Regions from separate parts of the Mus musculus genome. Here region 1 is linked to region 2. Evidence: chromatin contacts called from public Micro-C data. All regions are on one chromosome and are shown on one strand. Each heading gives the region's core, a stretch centred on a gene start, on an enhancer-like site or on the middle of the called end of the contact. The rest is flanking DNA. Distances are from core to core; before and after follow the strand shown.

The links. A called contact is a pair of places that touch in the nucleus more often than the background predicts.
Region 1: a Micro-C map of embryonic stem cells shows a contact between it and region 2, with 1.8 times the contacts expected there. The contact joins the promoter of Tmem274 here to the enhancer-like site in region 2. A contact is called at or near these places in 4 of 39 promoter capture datasets (the C10 cell line, embryonic stem cells, liver and 1 more), 1 of 484 Hi-C or Micro-C datasets (embryonic stem cells) and 1 of 115 datasets of contacts at active chromatin or transcription factors (large pre-B cells).

What each region holds. Positions count from the first base shown.
Region 1 is chr4:149,475,677-149,479,553 of GRCm38.p6, forward strand. It overlaps Tmem274 (transmembrame protein 274), which reads left to right and starts at 1,750. Exons shown (of 6, transcript NM_001366402.1): 1 at 1,750-1,820; 2 at 3,118-3,180. The coding sequence starts at 1,750. The region is part of intron 1 of Nmnat1 (nicotinamide nucleotide adenylyltransferase 1); the gene reads right to left.
Region 2 is chr4:148,709,475-148,713,596 of GRCm38.p6, forward strand. No RefSeq gene overlaps it. Among named protein-coding and RNA genes, the nearest start is that of Gm32897, 36 kb to the right of the region's middle. Within about 2 kb of position 2,142, at least 22 of the 459 cell types and tissues checked have an H3K27ac peak or open chromatin away from gene starts, as enhancers often do. A contact at or near this core is called in embryonic stem cells, where this site is marked.

The sequences.
Region 1 (3,877 bases), core at 500-2,999, 770 kb after region 2:
ACAGTTTTGGAGTTCTAGCTGCCTGTGAGGCAGGGACCTGAGAGGAGCCTGGACAAGCGACTAAGCTCTCATCTCAAAAAAAATCTTCCCAAACCTCCCAAAACAACAGGGGTTGGGTTCAAGCAATAAAGGGCTTGTTAGGCACTCAATCACGAGGTCCTGAATTTCATCTCCAGCACCTACATAAAAAAAAAAAAAGCCAGGCACAGTGGGCACAAGTCCATAATCCAAGCACTGGGCAGGGCAGGCAGAGACAGGAGACTATCAACGGATCTCTGGCCAGCCAGTCTCTCCAAATCCATAATCTCCAGGTTCACTGAGAGACCCTGCCTTAGAACAAGGTGGGGAGGGGTTAAGAGAGCTGACTCTAATCTCAGGCTTCACTTGCACGCACATACAACCTCCCCCTCCCCACTCTGCGCATGCACACACATTGAGTTGGGAACGCACACCTTTAACCCCGGCCCTGGGGAAGCAGAGCTAGCCAGTCTAGCTCAATCAGCAAGCTCTAAATTCTGTATGTGGCCCCAGTTCAAAAGGTAAGGTGGGCTGGGCAGTGGTGGTGCACGCCTTTAATCCCAGCACTTGGGAGGCAGAGGCAGGTGGATTTCTGAGTTCAGGGCCAGCCAGGTCTACAGAGTGAGTTCCAGGACAGCCAGGAAAAAAGGAAAGGTGGAAAGCTATTGGGGATGACACTAGATATTGAGCACAGGCTTCCACATGTTCACATACACACATGTGCACCTTCACAGGCCAACCAATAAAAACAAACAACAAAAGACAGGGAAACTGCTAAATGTGGACAGATATTGAGACTGGTCGTTGATGTTCGGTGTACTGTTAGTTGGGGTAGGGGTTGGGGCTAGCGATTAGTCTGAGCGCTTGCCTCACGTGCAGCCGTTGGATACCAAACATTTGATCCCCAGTGGTGCTCCCCTCAACCCCAAAAGAAGAAAAGGAGTTGTTAAACAGTAAGGCTTTCAAGGTCTCACTTCTTTCTCCTTACGAAACCAGGGTTTGCTAATGCCAGCCCTGTCCCTTCCAGCATTACCTCTATCCACTTCCCATACAAAGTGCCTGTTGCAGAGCTGGGAGAAACAGAAGGGCCATAAGTTCAAGGCCAGCCTGGGCTATAGGTGACCCTGTCTCTAAAAAAGGCAGCATCTCCACAGAACTCTAGTCTACAGAGGAACTGGGGTGCCTGCCGACCTCTGAGCAAGCTCTCCAGGTCTTGTTGGAAGGTCCCTCATGCCAGTCCTGAGCACACCCAAGTCAGGTTCTAGACGCTGTGTCCCAAGGGAGGGCAGAGTGGAAGGAGGTAAGGTGTGGAGGGAGTCCAGAGACTGCCTGGGGTCTGGAAACAGAGAGAACAAAGTGCATTGGGACCCACCCTGTGCTCTGGGGAGCTCGGGTTCCCTTCCATCCCCAGAGGAGGAGGAGGCTGCTGGAAGCTGATCTCTCAGTGTACAAGGGGCAGTCTTTGTCCTTTGTCACACTAGTGACCTGTCTCAGATATCCAGCCATCTCAGCTAGGCTCTCAACCCTCCAAGCAACAGAGTTAAGTTACAGTGAGCTCCTACATCGTGTCCTGTCCCAACATGGAGGTGACGGATGGGTGTGGAATCTCAGACAGAACTGTTCTGAACGCCGCGGCTACCAGACCAGTGTCGCCATGATACACTTGTGTTTGGTCCACACAGCCTGTCACCGGCACTGCTGGCTGCATCGGCTCAGGCTGTAAGTGCCGCCATGATTCACTTTTGTTTGGTCCACACAGCCTATCGCCTGCACTGCTGGCTGCCGAGGTCGCACCGCCTCAGGCTGTAAGTGTCCCTCCCCAGCGCTTTATGTCAAAAAGCTCGTAGCTTTCTGGGGCAGTCTTTGAGTTTAACTGAAATTTACTTCTACAGCACCCATCTTTTGAGTGTAAAAGACACTGTGATGCAAACATTAACTCATGACTACAACTTCAGAAGAGCACTGTGACTCTGCAGTTCTTTCCCGTCTCCAGTCGCCCAGTCTAAAGCCACATTGGCCTACTGTCAAATGACGGGTTCGGCCAGACCACCTCTCACAACCGCTGCTATTTCTTTTGAACTGGTGGCTTCCTATATCTTGTTCTGATGATGCTTCAAGTGTTTTAAATAGTGTAGATTTTGAAGGGGTCTGTTTTTTAGTACCTCATCTGAAAGTGCAGTAATTATTCTCTATGAGCCTCCTACAGTCTTCAGCCCCAAGCCCTACTAATGAAACCACTGAGGTGAATAGGGCCCGGGGGTGGGGTGGACTAGTATTTTATGATGAAGGTTTACTTACAGGTCACCAAGACAACACAAAGAATTCAGAAAACGCGTGCAGCAGTTAGCGGTGATTCTCATTGGTCTGCAGGCTGACTCGGTTCACACTCAGTGTGGCTCACCCTGCCTGGGGCAAGGGTGGCTTGTGGGCTCTGAGCCTAGGTATCTCACTGACTGCTGCTGTCTGTTCCTTGAACAACTCAAATTTTTCTGAGCCTTGGCTTCTGCGTTATTAACATGGGGACCCCAGGCCTGGTGACAAGTGTCTCTGGTACCAGCACTTAGCAGGCTGAGGCAGAAAGACTGCCAAAACAAAACAAAACAAAAAAAGGTATTCATACACTTACCTAATTGCAAATATTAAGTTCTGTGGTTTGGTTCTTTTCTTTTCTTTTTTTTTTTTCTTTTTGTTTTTCCGAGACAGGGTTTCTCTGTGTGGCCCTGGCTGTCCTGGAACTCACTTTGTAGACCAGGCTGGCCTCAAACTCAGAAATCTGCCTGCCTCTGCCTCCCAAGTGCTGGGATTAAAGGTGTGCACCACCACACCCGGCTAGGTTATTTTCTATTCTTACTTTGAGTTAATACTTCTTACTGTAATTTGTGTGTTGTTTCATACCTTTGACTGAATCATGGTGGAGGTTCTGCAGGCTGCCTTGCGACTGCTCTCGGCGGCACCTGGTACAAGGTCGGGGCTGAGGTACTGACAGCTGCGTGTTATGTTTCACTGGCGAGCTAGCCATCCACCTTTTGCTTAGTTTAAGACCGAATTTGAATCTGGTTCCTGGAAGTCCTAAAGGTGCCCCTCCCTGTGTCCGTGCAGCCAGGTGACAGTGCTCCTGTTGGGGATCAGCACCCTGACCCTCCAGTTCTACGTGCTGTTACGGTAAGTCAGCCCAGGCAGCCTTACCTGTGGGAGTCATGCGGGTGCTCCCTGGGACTCCTGTTACACGCCTAACTGCCGCCTGCCCCATTGTTTCCGTTCCTGTTACTGGTGGCAGACGTGTCCGCCCCTTCGCATACCTGGAAACCTCAGTGCAACAAACGTTGCAGAGAATCGGGCAGATTCAGTTTAAGTTTTAACAAACATTTACTTCCATGTAAGAGGTCATTAGATGGGAGACAGTGAGGGCGTCACCAATAACTCAATTGATGGATTCCCTAGAGTCCAGTCCCAAGGGCCTAGTGTGAGCTAATGTCTGCAGGGCCGAGGGCAAGGCATGCACGCTCAGTCAACTGGATTCTGAACTGATGTGCGACTTCAGATTCAGGGTGGGAGCTTAGTCTGCAAGCTAGAGACAACCGGCACTGCGGAAGCAAAGCAAACACAACCTGCTTGCCCAAAATAAAGAGTCTCTGTCTTAAAAATGTGGAGATTCTACATAAATCTGAAAACTGAGAAGCCACTGACGTGAGGATAAAAAGAGGAGGCCCGAGCTGGTGCTAAACGCATAGCGCAGGTCTAGCACAGGTCTGTGTGTGGTACATTGTAATTCTTTACTCCCAATGGTCAGAATTTCTATAACATACTTTTACCAAAACCATTAAATTAGGATTACATAACACGCATGCTCATTATCAGG
Region 2 (4,122 bases), core at 892-3,391:
CAGACATCTGTAGATTTAAACAATGCCCCAATGGCAGCTGGCAGCCACTGGAGATGATGGAGGGCAGAGTGGATGAGGACCCAAGGCTCAGAGGGAAGAATGCTTGAAGCCCCATGCTGACCGAAAGCATAACCACGCCCATTTTATAGATGAGGAAGTTAAAGCTCAGAGAGGGGAAGCTGTAAGTGCGTGGTCACACAGCTTATGAGGGAGACTTGGGATCTGAACCCTTCAGACCCAGTGTGTTTTGCTCCTGGCTCTGGGCTTCACCTGGAAAGGTATGGTGGAGGGCCGAGGGGTTGGACCTGAGCCTCTAACTTACCCAGAATGTGGCTTAGCTCTTCGTAGCCTAGGAGGCAAATGGGCATCTATCTGCTCATCTGGACCATGGACAGGGAGTACAGCCTGGTTGTGGAGCAGAAGGGTCCTTCGAGTGGACCTGGGTCTGGACTCTGGCCTTGTTGCTGAGGGAAACCCATATGTCAGAATGACACTGAGGACTGCCGGGGCCACCTGGGGACAAACCGGGTGGGCAGCTGTAAGGAATAGACATCTGGTTTTCTGGGAGAGACTTGTCAAGTTGACCAAACAATGCCAGGATAAGAACTCCCTCTGGGAAGTTGAGGCCACACCAGGAGTGGCCCTGTAATGTTTGATGGGGCCAGAGAGGCTATCTCTCCACAGAAACACACCAAGCCCAACTGAGGCTGTAGGTACACTGTGGCTCCCGGTCAGCTCACTGCTCATCCCTGAGTCCCACATCCCCACCTGTGAGCATATGACAAAGCCAGCACCCATCACTTCAGTGTCCCTTTGCATGGCCCCTGACACCGGGAACAGCTGTTATCAGGATGGCCAGGCTCCAGTCTACACCTGGGATTTTTTCCCCCCTCTCAGTCTGTTCTGTCCCTGTCCCTTCTGTGAGTGCTACGGAAGCTGACTCTGACTGTGCCACAGCCAGGCTCTTTCCCCCATCTGGCTCAGCAAAAGACATACCCATAGGGCAGAGCCAGCAAGGGCCCAGACACAGGACCCTGGTAAGCAGGAGTTCAGAAGTGGCACCATCAGGCCACAGTCTTTCCTTTGGAGACCACGCCCTCTCTCACTCATTCATTAGCATTCATTTATCCATTTGCTCCTTCTGAAAACACCCATGCTGTGTGCACAGCCAGCCAACCAATTACTATACCCAGTCGCCTACTCCCCTGGCAGGGTCATAGGTGAGAGGGAGGGACCTCCTCCCACCACATCATCCAAAGCTAAAGCCTCAGGCCTGTGGAATGAGGAGGAGGAAGAGGAGGAAGAGGAGGAGGAAGAAGAAGAGGAGGAGGAGGAGGAGGTTGCCAGGGAGCCTGGGCAGGGTTTAAGCAGACCTAGGTCCCTAAGGACCAGGATTACAGGAAGGGCTGCAGCCAATAAGGGCTCCCTCTACCTCTCCAGGAATCTCCCAGACCTTCCCCTCAGGAGCTGTGCCCCTCCTGACTTCTGGGCCCTATCTAATGACTTCTAGCCAAAATATTGGCTTCTCTCTTCTCTTAGACCTTTGTTTTCTTGTCTGTGAAGTGGGCAGACTCTCTCCCAACACTGAGTTTCCTCTCTCAGTGGTCCTCAACTGACCTAATGCTGCTACCCTTTAATACAGTTCCTCTGGCTGTGATGACCCCAACCATAAAATTAGTTTCATTACCACTTCATAACTGTAATTTTGCTACTGTTATGAATTATAATGTAAATATCTGATATCGGGGTATCTGATACGTGATCCCTGTGAAAAGGTTGTTGCACCCCCAAAGGGGTCGAGACCCACAAGCTGAGAACCGAGGAGTCGGCCTGTTGGGCGGACCCCAGGGGCAGGGACTGTGAGGTCTTAGTAAGAAGGAAATTGTAGGGGGCGTGTCCTTTGCTCATAGCTCATGCGGTGTGGCCCTGAGAGCCTCTGAGGAGACAAGTTTTAGGTTACAGAGGACACCAGCCACGCCCTGGTCCCCAGGCCCTATCTTGTCACCGTGTATCCCGGGCCAGTTTTTTTTTTTCTAGAAATCAAGCGGCATTCATCATAGTGACAGCGGGGGAGGGGGGGTTGGGGGCGGGGAGGAGAGCGCTAATGCAATCTCTGTTAGAGCCATGAATTGCAAATGCACACAGCCAGGAGGTGGCTCCATTGGAGCCTTCTGGGAGGGCCCAGCCTGTGCCATTCATGGAGACTCCGCAAGGACTTAGTGCAAGACTTCCTCAAATGTCATCCTTGCCCAGGCCCCAGCAGCCGCCTCCTTTTGGGTCCTTGGGGGTAGGCTAGGGCTTCAGGGCGGGCAGAAGTATGGCTGGTTGCTAGTGATTCAATCTACCTTTGTGTCTCAGAGATTCACAAGGGAAAAATAAGACACAGGAGCAATAGGGAGAAGCGGGTTGGACCAGTAGGGTGGGGCAGGAAGGTTCCTGGCCCCAACTTGGACACCTCACCTGCTTGGCTATCAGGAGGGCCTTACCCAGGAATCAGGGGCATAAATATGACCAGAAGGTGCCAGGGGCCTGGACTGGGTCTCTCACTGCACATAGCCAGGACATAGGCCCCACCTGCCACACCTCACTCCCCTGGGGCCATCTACAGGGCCCATATTCTCCTGGCTCCTAGCTCGGCGCCATCCCAGAGCTGCTGCCACTTCTGCACATATGTGTGCCCCACAGTTCCGTCCCTGTACCCCCCCCCCCACAGCTCTCCGCTCCCACACGTGCGCCCAGGCCTCGTGTGGATGCGCCCAGCCTGCTGCCAGCCCGGCATTGAGTCAGGGCGTGTCTGTCTGCCGCTGGCACCCAGTGTAGACGGGTAGGTTTGTTTTCCCTGTTATGTTTTGGGTTCAGGGGGAGAAAAAAATCTCCAAATGAGCTTCTTCTCCTCGGGCGCTTTTCCCTTCATTTTTTTTCTGCCCAGGTGTCTCTGGAGGGAACCTCATTGTCTGTTTCAAATTCATTTGCACTTAACTCATCTGAAAAGTTTTGCAAGAGCTGTTTGATGTCCAAGGAGCCTCGGAGCACCCCTCCCCCCTCCCCCCTCCCCACCCTTGTAATGAGCCCTTTAATTCACAGAGACCTAGAGCAGTCTTTGGACCAGAGTCAGAAGCCCGATGCCCCCTTCCCTTCCTAGTGTGGGAGAAAAGCACTCAGCGGGAAAAGGCTTGGGGATTGGCCTGGCCTGGAGTTGGAGAGCCTTTGTCCAGCTTGCCCCGTGCCCTGGGACACACCATGTCACAGGGCATCTCTCACTCAGTGCTCCCTATTGGACGGCTCCAGCCCCGCTGGATGCAAGGCCCAGCTGTTGGTGCACTAAGCCTCCTCCACTAATTAATGGGTGCCTGTGAGGGCTGACCCAATTCGCCCCCAAATTAATCTCAATTACAACGATTTGGTAAGAGCCAAGCTAGCCAGCCTGATGGAGCCGTGATTTCATCACCCGAGAACAAGGAGCCAGGACAGCTCAATCCTGATGTTATCAGCGGGGGTGGAGTGTGTGTGTGGGGGTGCTGGGTGGGGCTGTGGCCCCAGGCACCCGCAGCACTTATCAGCACCATCAAATTAGTTCACACCAGCTAATATTCACATTGCCAACCTGGCCCACCATCCCCATGCCCCCTTCCCAGTGACCAGGGATGGGGGGGGGGAGGGATAATCTTCAGCATGCAAAGTCCTGCCAAGGTCCCACCAGCTCATGGTAGAGAGGAGACCGTGAGTTACCTGTGGACAGTTGCCTGTGGAGGAGGATATGATTAGCTTGGAGACTCCTACTATCACAGAGCATGGGATCTAGAAAACCTTGTCCAGTCTGTCTGCTGCCCCTGGGCACAGAGAGATGAGGCCATGCTGGAAGCAGATTGGCTGCCGACAGCTACGCAATGGCAGCGCCACGCCAAGGGAGGTTTCTAAAGGCCTCTCCTATCTGGTAGCACCGGTCACTCCCTGCACTATCCCCTTGGGGCAGGGCAGGGATCAGTGACTCCATTTTACAGAAGGGGAAGTAGAGGCCCAGGGAGGAGACACAGCGGAGTGGGTGATACCACGAGCAAGCCTTGCTCCAGCAGGGACTCCTAGCCTAATGCTCTTGCTGTGGGAGCACGGTCGGCAGACCAT